Linked DNA regions of Zea mays: regions 2 and 3 are each linked to region 1. Evidence: chromatin contacts called from public Hi-C data. All regions are on one chromosome and are shown on one strand. The core of a region is the stretch at or near the end of the contact, and the rest is flanking DNA. Distances in the headings are between cores, read along the strand shown. Region 1 has its middle 24 kb from the start of LOC103626716. Region 2 has its middle 80 kb from the start of LOC100285564. Region 3 holds the start of LOC100276961.

The links. Hi-C and Micro-C count contacts between places; a contact is called where the count stands out from the background.
Region 2: a contact with region 1 is called in a Hi-C map of endosperm, with 2.9 times the contacts expected there. The contact joins two enhancer-like sites. A contact is called at or near these places in 3 of 25 Hi-C or Micro-C datasets (bundle sheath, endosperm and tassel).
Region 3: a Hi-C map of ear shows a contact between it and region 1, with 3 times the contacts expected there. The contact joins the promoter of LOC100276961 here to the enhancer-like site in region 1. A contact is called at or near these places in 3 of 25 Hi-C or Micro-C datasets (bundle sheath, ear and tassel).

Annotation. Positions count from the first base shown.
Region 1 is chr5:94,819,143-94,823,389 of Zm-B73-REFERENCE-NAM-5.0, forward strand. No RefSeq gene overlaps it. Among protein-coding and RNA genes, the nearest start is that of LOC103626716, 24 kb to the right of the region's middle. Within about 2 kb of position 2,764, at least 20 of the 20 cell types and tissues checked have an H3K27ac peak or open chromatin away from gene starts, as enhancers often do. A contact at or near this core is called in bundle sheath, ear, endosperm and 1 more, where this site is marked.
Region 2 is chr5:94,381,951-94,386,331 of Zm-B73-REFERENCE-NAM-5.0, forward strand. No RefSeq gene overlaps it. Among protein-coding and RNA genes, the nearest start is that of LOC100285564, 80 kb to the right of the region's middle. Within about 2 kb of position 1,636, at least 17 of the 20 cell types and tissues checked have an H3K27ac peak or open chromatin away from gene starts, as enhancers often do. A contact at or near this core is called in bundle sheath, endosperm and tassel, where this site is marked.
Region 3 is chr5:95,278,853-95,282,886 of Zm-B73-REFERENCE-NAM-5.0, forward strand. LOC100276961 reads right to left here and starts at 1,416. Exons shown (of 3, transcript NM_001150649.2): 1 at 878-1,416. The coding sequence starts at 1,310.

The sequences.
Region 1 (4,247 bases), core at 1,514-4,013:
TCATGTCAGGTCTCGAAGCAAAAGTAGGATCGATGGTGCTGAAATATGAGCGCCTGGCTAAACAATCACCTTAGGATGTGTTTGGTTTGAAGTTAAAGTAGTATGAGGGGGTGACATCATCCACTCGATTTTTTGGATCACGTCGCTACCAAAAATCGATCCGGTGTTCATCTCACTTCCTACGTAACTCTCATTCAAATACCATAGAAAATATAGCTGTCCCCTTGTACGTTCAACCAAACCCACCTTTATGGCTGGTTTGGTGCATAGAGATCATGAAAGTATCTATGTAAGTAATTTTCTTGCTATTCAATTTTGAATAGAAAGTGGATTCCTCTCTATAGATCCGCTCGTGATCTCTGTTCACCGAATCAGCCATTAATGTCCTTCCAAGCCGGCTTTCTTTTTCCTTTTGTTTTGATTCTTATTTTGACCGGGGGGGCAGATAAACTTGTTGACGCTTGGCAGATGACGCTTCTTCTCGTTAATCCACCGAGAAGCCAACTTTCTGGCACTGAGGTGCACAGTCCATGATAAGCTGCTAGGACCACTGGAGAGGGAGATCCATGATACAAGGCGGAGAGAAATGTCGCATAAAGACTGCACTTGGGTAAGCACCGTTTGACAGACAGGTGGTCAAAGTCAAGTTGGATTGCTCCACAATAATTCCTCTCATGGAGCCCACACACGTACACCCAGCCCATCTCGCCAATGATGCCATGGCTTTGGGGTGGGGGCATTTGTCGCGTTCTGGTGTGCTGGAAACGGAACGGAGCAGTAGCAGTTCAAAGGAGCAAACTTGGGGGAGCTTTGTTACTTACTAGTGTAGCTTGCCTTGAAGCTTCTGCTGCTGAGCACCTCGTCTACATATGTACAGCAGTCATGCTGACTTGCGCCGCGGAGCAAGAATTTATGCACGGTGGTCGCTGCTCTCAAGCAAACTTGTTTTCAGTTAACAGTTGTACTGCTATCAACTCGTCTGGAATCTAGTACGGTCAGTGGATGACACGTGGTGGAACGGTGCTTGCCAAACTGACTGCCTTCATTCTTCATGGCCTACAACTACAACAGGTCAGATTGTTCGGCGAGTCGACCTTCTCCAGGTGTACGATTGCAATAAGCAGCCAAGATCAAGCGTAGCACTTTCAGTATCGTAATCTGCATTTTTTTCTGGTTGATAGTTTTTTTTTTACTGAAAAGGTCAGGATAAGTTTTTAAGGTGGATAATTAATAACGCAAACAAGAGATTACCTGGTCATATTCAGGCGATGTGGATCCGGTGGTCGTCGGTGAGCGGTGCGCGCCCGGGTGGGAGGCTTAACTTTTTCCTTACAGGCCTGGAGACTTGGCCCACATAATACAGACTGCCCAGCTGGCCAGCTCCTTCGCGAGAGCTCGATCCACTCGGCCTCTTTAGCAGTGATGGGCCAACAAATGGAGTAATCTATCACCCCAAAAAAAACATAAGGCCGTAAAAGATGGTCTTTAGATACAATTACACTTATTTGGGCTGACCAGGTACGACAATTACCTGCGAACGATGTTGGTCACGAGCGAGAAGAAGGAACCGTAATTCACTTATTTGGGCTGACCGCTTCTTACATCCGTACATGGGCTTTATATGGCCCATTGCTCGTGGCCTGTTACCCCGCTATGCACTAGTGTTGCGCTTTTTTTCATTTAAAATATTTAGATTTTAAAACTATACTCCAGAACTGAAATATTGCGAAAAAAAAATGAGTGGCTACCGTCCCAATAATGGACTACAGAGGCTCAATTATGAATATTTTTGCATTTTTTTGGCACCAGGATCCCTAGGGGACCTGCCGCCGAGTATAGGGGCAAAAAAGACCCCCTCGTCTCTATACTCTTATTTTTTAAATAGGGTGTTTGGTATGTTTCATATGAGGAAAAAATATGCGACGTCTTGTCTTGCAACTCCTGGCACTACTAGCCAGTACACCTATGATGATAATTTCTCATATAGAATATACTAAACATCTTATTTAATAAGGGCAAAACATGTGTCGCCCCTCCCTCGACCAAGACGGTGTGATATCAAAGAATGAATATCTTTGGTACAAGATTGCGATATCACAAAGGTGCATGGCATGTACAAAGCTCTGAGATTAATCTCAAGAAAATGCTTCTGAACACCATGGTATTTTTCCCTTCATACTCAACCAATTGTCATAACCTTAATTCTGCAAAAACCCTAATACCTGATTACTCCAAACCAAACAGACTTGCCACTGCTAGCACGCACGTGCCACACCAGCGCGAGCAAAGCCGGTGGTTTGGTGCGTGCATGCAGGTGCAGCGTCTGGCTGGCAGAGCGCGTCGTCGCCGTGGACAGGAGGATTTCTTTTTTGTTTTCTGAACAAGGACAGCAGGATCTTTTTGCAGGACACAGGACGACGCCATCTATCACGTCGGCGTCGGCGTCGGCGGGGCCTGGTAGCGTGGACTCCGCGTCATGCGCCCATGCCCGTGCCGACACGCACCGGACAACTCGTGCATGCAACCTGGCCGAGCGGCGAGAGCGTGCTTATTAATTTATTTATTAATTAATCAGATCAGAAGAAGCCCCGGTGGAGTGGAGTGGAGCCACGCGCGCGCGCATCTCGACGGCGATTTTTCAGGCATGAACGCGCCGCGACCGACCGACCGAGCGCCCTGACCACGCGCTCACGCACACACTTACGTAAGGAACAGTTGGATGCATGCATGGCACTGGCACAGCACAAGAAGCACATGTTCCCCGTGCGGTGCGGCACAAGTGAGGACCCAGCGCAGCAGCAGAGGAGATCTCCCACTTCTCCAAGTACATGTACTCCTACCCACCAACACTTTCTGCTCGGTTGGAGAAGCATGCGGACGCAAGGGAATCAGAAGGCGGTGGGTGGTTGGTGAGTCTCTTGCGTCTCATATGCTACTGTCCACGTACACAGATCTAATCTAGGATAATCCGGGGTACCTAGCTAGCACTACGAGTATGTAGTAACTAATTAACCTGCGGGGTGTACTATAGCTAGCTTAAGAAAACAAAGGAGAGGAACCAAGTATATATGACGGACAGCGCTAAGGCTATCGTCTCCAGCAGCTCTCCTACTCCCTCTAGTCTAAATTGACGTTTAAGGCAACGAAGGAATGGATCAAAAATTTTGATGTTTTAGCTTTTGCATGCAAATTTAGCCGTTTTTGCCCCTGCATGCGCGCTTAGCGTGCACCAATGTTGCGCATTTAATTCCCCTTGCTACATGGGGCTCCTTATTTTCTCTGCATGCATGCGTATTAAACATGCTGAAATTGTGGAGCAGCATAGACACTTTGTCACGAGCTAAAAAGAAAAGAAAATGAAGACCGGCATTACCAATTTCATTGTTCGGTGGTTCCATATTCAAATCCATCATGAACAAGCACCACAGTTAGTAGTAGAGTAGTAGTATCTGGTTAGCTGGATTATTTTGGATATCTGGCACCAGTACGTTTGCAATGCATCTAGTGATAGCTAGCCGGATTACATCCACGCATCGGCAACATTGGCGCGAAAAAAATGGCATGCAGCGGCAACATTGGCGCGAACGAAAAAAATGACGGATGCAGCAAAATAAATCCCATCGCGAAAAAAGGGCCTCTAATGCACGGCCAGGAGTTGAACCGGAGACCGTAGGCTTCAAAAATGTCTTTCCAACCACATGAGCTAAGAGAATATAATGACCTCCAATGCCACACGACCTTATTTACTAAAGGTAAAACGGGAAACATGCACTCTAGTTAATGACTTCTCGTCAAGAATTTTAGACCTGGAGGGAGTATATCCCATTCTCTATCTTGTTTTCTATATCAAACCCCGCTCAACAAACACTATTATATGTGGTGCAAACATTATTTCGCACACGATCATATGCATGATAACGAGCGGGTAACGAGGCACCATCAACATCAACAGTAGAGGCACCGATCGAGCCCGTTCCATTAGTACACAGACGCTCTATAGCGGCGGTTGTGAACCAATTTTCACTAGTGTTTCTTGGAACCGCCGGTGCTAGGAGCCAGTAGAAATTATCATTTTACAGGCGGATAACTAAGAACCGCCAGTGAAAATCGATTTCACTGGCAGTTGAGTTAAGAAAATCGCTAGTGAAAAGTATTTTCATAAACATTAAACGAGTTTTTAAAACAGAAAAAATTATTTCAAGAGACACCCAGCCCTCGCTCGTCTCAGTCATAAGTCATGGCATTTT
Region 2 (4,381 bases), core at 386-2,885, 440 kb before region 1:
TCTTCTCAATCAAACGGGAACAAACTTCCCCGCAAGGACCACCACACAATTGGTGTCTCTTGCCTCGGTTACAATTGAGTTGTTCGCAAGAAAGAATGAAAGAAAGAAGCAATCCAAGCGCAAGAGCTCAAAAGAACACAACAAATCTCTCTCACTTATCACTAAAGCTTTGTGTGGAATTGGGAGAGGATTTGATCACTTGGGTGTGTCTAGAATTGAATGCTAGAGCTCTTGTAAGTAGTTGGAAGGTGAAAAACTTGGATGACTTGAATGTGGGGTGGTTGGGGGTATTTATAACCCCAACCACCAAACTAGCCGTTTGGTGAAGGCTTCTGTCGCATGGCGCACCGGACAGTCCGGTGCGCCACCGGACACTGTCCGGTGCGCCAGCCACGTCACCTGGCCGTTGGGTTCCGACCGTTGGAGCTCTGTCTTGTGGGCCCGCCTGCCTGTCCGGTGGTGCACCGGACAAGTCCTGTAGACTGTCCGGTGTGCCACCCGCGCGTGCTCTGTCCTCTGCGCGCGCAGGCGCGCATTTAATGCGTTGCAGTCTACCGTTGCGCGTGAAGTAGCCGTTGCTCCGCTGGCTCACCGGACAGTCCGGTGTTACACCGGATAGTTCGGTGAATTTTAGCGGAGCGGATTCCCGAAGCTAGCGAGTTCAGAGTCGCTCTCCCTTGGGGCACCGGACAGTCCGGTGAATTATAGCGAAGCGCCTCCGAGAATTCCCGAAGGTGAAGAGTTCAGCTTGGAGTCCCCTGGTGCACCAGACACTGTCCGGTGGCACACCGGACAGTCCGATGCGCCAGACCAGGGAGCACTTCGGTTGTCCCTTGCTCTCTTGTTTGAACCATTTTCTTGGTTTTTTTATTGGCTTATTGTGAACCTTTGGCACCTGTAGAACTTATAGACTAGAGCAAACTAGTTAGTCTAATTATTTGTGTTGGGCAATTCAAACAACAAAATCAATTAGGAAATAGGTGTATGCCTAATTCCCTTTTAGTAGCAATACAAACAAACATGGTATAGACAAAATTAATATCACACCAAACATAAGGACAAACTCCATAATAATATCCTACGTGATGCTACGAGATCGTGGGATCGAGAACCACTAAATTCGGAGTTACAGTTATAAAGTTATGATTTTCTAAAGATTTAGGAGTTTGGTACAAAAGAAATTAAGTACATAATTTAAATTTATGTTTCATAACAAAATAAAGTTACCAGGAGATAAACAATATTATTATGGATTTATTGCAATTGGAATGGATCAAAAAGGAGTTAAAATGTTCAAGTTATGATTTTTTGAAGTTTTATGGGTGATAAGGGCTAATTTGCAAATACCCGGGATCTAACCGTAATCGAATTAAACCTGAGAGGGATGGCGGGTTTATTTTTCAAAAGGTTAGGGGCTCTTTAGCAAAGTTCCACGGCGAAGGGGTATGGACATCACACAGCCGCCCGATCCGATCCGGACGACCCGGATTAGATTAATACTTTAACCATCCAGTATTGAATCCGGATTGCAGGATTCAAAACCAACGGTCCAGATTTTAAATAGCTGAGAACTACTCGCGTTCACTTCATCGGAATCCAACGGTGCGCGTTCTGCCGGCCGAAACGTTACCCAAGCTATGTTCTTGATCACTGATCGTTCATCCGACGGCTAGAAGCTTTCCTCCCTACCCACGGTCAGCCCGCGGCAGCGCACAGGCCACCAGCGGCGGCGCCATCGCCGACGAACATGCGCCGAGGCAGCAGATCCCCAAACACAAGAACGATCGGTGCTATTTGACGAGGAGATTAATGTGAACACGAATGGGGCACCTACCGGAGATAGACGACGGCGCGCGCTGGCCAAAGCGACCGTGGCTTTGCAGCGAGGTACACGCTCCGACGAGCAATTTGCCCAGTTCCTCCCGAAAGCCGCCACCAATCACGCTGCCGAGACTTCCGCCGAGCTTCACGAAACCCCCGAGCGACTTATCGCGGCCAATGGTGAAGCTTGCCTTGACACCAGCGGTGGTGCTGCTACTCTTCACCCTCACGCTCCCATCTGCTCACCACGACGGCTGTAATGGAAACCGGGGCCATGGCGACCTTTATAGACGTTGGGAGGAGCAAGTCCGATCCGAGAAGATCAGTCACGGAAGAATCCAATGCCAGCTTGCGTTGAGCGGATCTCGGTGAGGTTGTTGCGCCCGAAGCTCTGTTGTGTGGGGAAGAAACGGCTGACAGGAGGGCCCCGTATCACAGCGTCCAACGGATCGACGTGCATGGCCGAAAGGTCACCGACAAGGCGGACCCATGAGTCAGCCTGGCTGTGTGAATCGGCCGCGTAGCAGGGCGTTATGGTGAACTGGGCCGAGCGCGCGTATGGTAGTGGGCCAAGGGGAAATTTCGGCCCAGTCGCAGAGATAAGTTTCTCTTTTCTTTTTTTTTCTTTTTCTATTGTTTTTTCAAATTCCAATTTGATTCAAGCTTTAAACTTAAAATTTCGAAAATACTTAGGACTAGGGTTTTAACATGTTTTTGCATAAGTTTTCATTTATTTCTACTGTGTTTATTTAAATATTTTAAACTACCTAGTTAATGAAAGAAATATCCCACTTGTTTTATCACACATGAGAAATCTTATTGTGATTATATATCTAAATCACATGTTTTAAAGACACAATTACATAATTTTGATACTAAAGTATAGTCTTATCTCATCATATCTAGAGAATATTTCTAATTATTTAATCCAAAAGAAGAGTCTAACACATAAACCAAGTATAATTTAATTTCTAAGTATCTTTTATTTTAATCTTTTATTTAGGCAATATATTTATTTTGGGACATTTTTAATTATTGATGTTATAATTTCCAAAGTGGAATTTTCGGTGTTACATATTTGGCATACAAATAAATGTCCATCAATAGTCTTCGTGAATAAAGTAGGATCGGCTTCCCAATTTTAAATGAATTTGCAATAAGGAAACCTCTTAGGCATTCATACCATGCTTTAGGTGCTTGCTCTTCGTCTTCCTCCAGGCAAATGCCGACGTGTTCGCATGGGAGCCGTCACAGATGCCTGGGATCCCCATGGAGGTGATCGAGCACCATCTGAAGATCCACCCTGACGCCAAACCGGTGAGTCAGAAGCCTCGGAGACAGTCCATTGAGCGGCAAGACTTCATCCGTAAGGAGGTCCGGAAGTTGCTAGACGCTGGCTTCATCGAAGAGGTTCATCACCCAGTGTGGCTGGCCAATCTAGTCATCGTCCCAAAGGCAAACGGGAAGCTTCAGATGTGTATCGACTACACCAGCCTTAATAAAGCTTGTCCCAAGGACCCGTATCCACTTCCACGTATAGATCAAATCATGGATTCTACCTCCGGGTGCGACCTCTTGTCCTTCTTAGATGCTTACTCTGATTTCCATCAAATCCAGATGTCTAGGGAAGATAGGAAGCATACCGCTTTTGTAACAGTGGATGGGCTTTACTGCTATGTCGTAATGCCTTACGGTCTGAAAAACGCTTTGCCGACATTTGTGCGGGCGATGAGTAAGACTTTCGGGGACCTGATTAGGGACAAGGTGGAAGTGTACGTCGATGACATTGTAGTCAAGACTAAGAGAGGGTCGACCCTAGTGGAAGACTTAACCCTGGTGTTTGACAAGCTGCAGGCAACACGCACAAAGCTGCACCCGGACAAGTGCGTCTTTGGTGTCTCCGCATGAAAGTTGCTGGGGTTCCTGGTTTCGCACCGGGGCATTACAGCAAACCCGGAGAAAATCAAAACAATTGAGGCGATGAGGCCTCCGGCCCGTATCAAGGACGTCCAGAAGCTTACGGGGTCATTAGCCGCCCTTAGTCGCTTCATTTCAAGGTTGGTTGAGAGGGCGCTGCCCTTCTTCAAGCTGTTGAGGAAGTCCGGCCCAATCTCTTGGACCGAAGAGGCGGACGAAGCCTTTCAAGAGTTGAAGCAGCACCTGGTGTCCCTACCAATACTGGTAGCTCAAGAACCTGGGGAGCCGTTGTATTTATACATCATGGCGGCTGCAGAAGCGGTGAGCATGGTGCTGGTCGTCGAAAGGACGGCACAAGAAGGCCAGGAACCTTAGGGCTCGGGACCGGCTATAGGGGTCCGGACCGTTCAGAGGCCGGTCTACTATGTCAGCGAGGTCCTCCATGAAGCAAAGGCCAGGTACCTTGAGACGCACAAACTTCTCTATGTTGTGCTTATTGCGTCCAGAAAGCTGCGCCACTATTTCCAGGCACATAGGGTCGTGGTGGTGACCTCCTTTCCGTTAAGGGCCATCCTCCACAACTCTAACGCCACAGGCAACATCGCCAAGTGGGCCGTGGAGCTCGTTGAGTTCTAGCTGGACT
Region 3 (4,034 bases), core at 166-2,665, 460 kb after region 1:
TGGCCATACATTTCCAGACAAGTGGACTGGCAATATGCATCAAAGAAAATTGCAGGTTTGACTCATGGTTGAATTCAACATTTTTCGCACAAAGTTCAATTACTTCTGTGCTGAAGAAAACAGTTTCCTCAACCTTACCTTGCATGTCCCCACTAATATTTATTTCTTTTTCAACCAACACAAAACATTGTTCTGGATTTACTTAGTTCAAGGATATCATATTTTGATAATGTTCAAGATTCTGCCAATGGAATGGCAAGGACACATTCAGTTGTAGAACACAGATCTCTATTTGCCTGGGGGAAGTAAAAGCAGGAAATGCAATCAAGGTTATTTGAGAAATATATCACACATTGCATTTACTTTCCAGCGGTGGATGACCAAATGAGTGGCATCTTCTCAACATGAATGTAGCTGAGCAAAATGTCATAAATAACTAAAACAAAGGGAAATAGCACCCCAGAAAAAGAAAAGGTGGGCAATTCTGTTATTTTTTTACCTTTTCTAAGTCCGATTGTTAGGGATGACAAGATGGGCAGGAGTATTTGCACCGTTTTTGTTTTCTAAGAAGATGAACGAACGATTTTTTTTCATAAGGAACTGTGATTATGCCGATGTGACTACATTCAGAGCAGCATTCAGGCTTGTTGCTGACGACGTTATCTAATTTCGCCGCCCTTCTTTATAAATGTTGCCACCTTGCATGACGTGTTGTCGGGCTACATTTTTAGTTTCTAAATGAAATTACATACAGGGGATCTTCTTCTTGTTTTTTTTTTAATTCGCTGTTGTACCCGAGTGTAACTCCCATGCTCAAGAAATAAAGAAAGGATAACGTAATACTAGTAGGGGACAGGATAGCAGAGAGAGAGCCAACCTGCGGCAGCTACTTTGGTGGAACTATCCCCGGCGCGGCGATTGGCCGGGGCCGCCTCTCCTCGCCGCGCCGCGCCCCCGCCAAAGCCCATCTCCCGGAGAAGCTGCTCCTCAATGTCAGTGGAATATGTTTTCCCCTCGCCAAATCCCGCCGGTTTGGGCCGCATCGTCAGAAACTCCTCCTCGTCTATCTCCATCTCTTCATCGCCATCGTCGGACTCCCAGTCCTCTGCCTCCGTCTCATCCTCCTCGCCGCCGTCATCATCGAGGCTGGGGCCGGCCACGGGCTCGCGGTGGCGACGCCCGTATTTCCTCAGGCGGGGGAACGCGTAAGAGAGGTTGGCCCAACGCGCCCGCGAAGGCCGGGGCCGCGAGAAAGCGAGCGACGTCGCTGCCGTGGTGCACGCCGGTGGTGGGAGCAGCAGGAGTGGCATTTCGGTGTTCTTTATCCTCTCCCTCAGCAACGGCCAGGCCAGCCGGTTCAGACTTCACAGTATTACAATTGAGTGCTTCCCGCAAGAGCTGACGGCCTGGGCCTTCAGGCGCACTGTTTTCATGTTGGGCCAAGTTTTCAGACAACCGAAGATCGGGGGCCTGCTTCCGAGCCTAACGGCTAACAACACGCGGGCAAGAACACGGATTAACATCCACTGGTTTCGGCAACCCTTCCGCCGCAGCCCCGCTCTTTCTATTCATTTTTAAATATCTCTCTTTCATTCAATTCCCTATTTCTCTTCTCTGGTTATTCCTTGTATTCAGCTCTCATTTACATTTTAAGAGGTATATATATCTCTACTATATTAAAGCACCAGTTTTAACGGTCGTCCTACGTCAATAAATTTTAAAAACTCCTTGCATTTCTTCGAAAACAACCCGCACTCCTACGGGTATATACGGTCTCTGGTGATCACGAAATATACGGTCTCTGTTCATAATTTTTTTTTGTTGGTGACGAAATATATAAGCATAAGCTTTACCAAGAAAATCATAGATTAAGCCAATCCTGCCAAATCGTATGAGAACGCAAATTATAGGACACATTTCTCTACTATAATTAAAGCATGGCACTTCTCTACATGATAGTAATTATCATTATATGTGCACGATGCACTGAGATATCAGTGTGTAACAAGTCACAGTATTATCTTATCTCTTCTTATCTAAATTGCCCTTATTAAACCCAATTTATGAACATGAAGCACAAAGTCGAGTTGCGGCTTTTGCTGATTTGCTCTATATCAGTCCATTGCTGACCTTCCACTACGATAACTGCTAACTGAGCCATGTTCATCACTTATTTAATATATAACAAGAATGTTGGAGCTACAAACTGCATTATAATGGGTCTTCGACCTACAAATTGCATGTTTTCATAAAACAGGTGAATTGCTAAGTAATTATTATTATAAGTGCATGATGCACTGAGATATTGGTGCTAACAAATCACAATAGTATTTTATCCCTTTTTATCTGAATTGTCATTATTAAACCAAATTTATGAATAAGAAGCACAAAGTCAAGCTACAACTTTTGCTCTATATCAGTTCATTGGTGACCTTCCACTACGACCATTTGCTACTTCATATTTTTTCTTAAATGGGGTACCAACAAAAACATCTTTATAGTTGGTTTAATTGTAAAGGTTTAGAAAATGTTTGAATAAAAATCGTAGAAACGTACGGACACCTAACTATAATAGGTAGCAGAGAAAAGATATATCTATCTCTACTACCTATTAAGAAACTACTGTAGACCACGGGAGCTACCATGCCCCCTTCGTCCGGCCTCAGCTCTGCGATGCTCGGGATATGCGCCCCCTGCCAGCGCAACCTCAGTGGTCCAGGCCTCGCCCCTCTTCTGTCGCCCCCCCCCCCCCCCCCCCCCCCCCGTCCCGCCTCCCCCTCTACGCACACGCCCATCAGCTTCCCATCAAGTTGATATTTATCGTTCAGTATAAATATAATAATGATATTTATCGTTCTGTATATATGTTTTATACTATTTTTAACTGACGTGGCAACGCATGGGCACATACCTAGTTTGACTTAGTACAATATTTGTAATACCATAATACACATTTTTCAGTAATTAAACTCAAAAAAGATTAATTTTATAGTTAATACACTGATTAGTGAAAGGGGATATTAGCACCCACCTCAAGAGGGGGATTTTCTTCTCTCACCTAAAAGAGGGAGAGGGGGAGGGGGAATTGTTGGAGTCATTCAGTGATGAACAACACAAGAAAGATTAGGGCTGTTAGAGGTGGTGTCGAGTACTCGGGAATCGGGTACCCGAAATAGGCACTAAAAATGGCCTACTTGCCAACCAAAACTTTGCCGACCAACTCTGCGAGGCAGACCGGATGACCAACTCTCCGATGATGACCAACTCATGGATGATGACCAACTCTCCGATGATGACAAACTCTTAGATGATGACCAACTCTCTGGTGATGACCAACTCTCGGATGATGACCAACTCTCTGTGATGACCAACTCTCTGATGACCACCTCTACTGACCAACTCGGCGAGGCGGATCGGATAACCAACTCTGTGATGATGACCAACTCATGGATAATGACCAACTCTTCGACGATGACCAACTCTCCGATGACCACCTCCGTCGACCAACTTTGCGAGACGGATCGGATGACCAACTCACGGATGATGACCAACTCTTCGACGATGACAAACTCTTAGATGATGACCAACTCTATGGTGATGACCAACTCTTGGATGATGACCAAATCTTCGATGACCACCTCCGCCGACCAACTTTGCGAGGCGGACTAGATGACCAACTCTCCCATGATGACCAACTCTCCGATGACCGCCTCCGCTGACCAACTCTGCTTGGCAGACCGGATGGCCAACTCTTTAACGATGACCAACTCTCCGGTGATTACCAACTCTTCGATGATGACCAACTCTCCGGTGATTACCAACTCTTCGGTGATGACTAACTCTCCGATGATGGCCAATTCTCCAATGACCACCTCCGCCGACCAACTCTACGAGACGGACCAGATGACCAACTCTCCGATGATGACCAACTCTCGAATGTTTACCAACTCTCCAATGATGACCAACTCTCGGTGATGATCAGCTCTCGGATGACCACCTCACCGACCAACTCTGCGAGGCAGACCAGATGACCA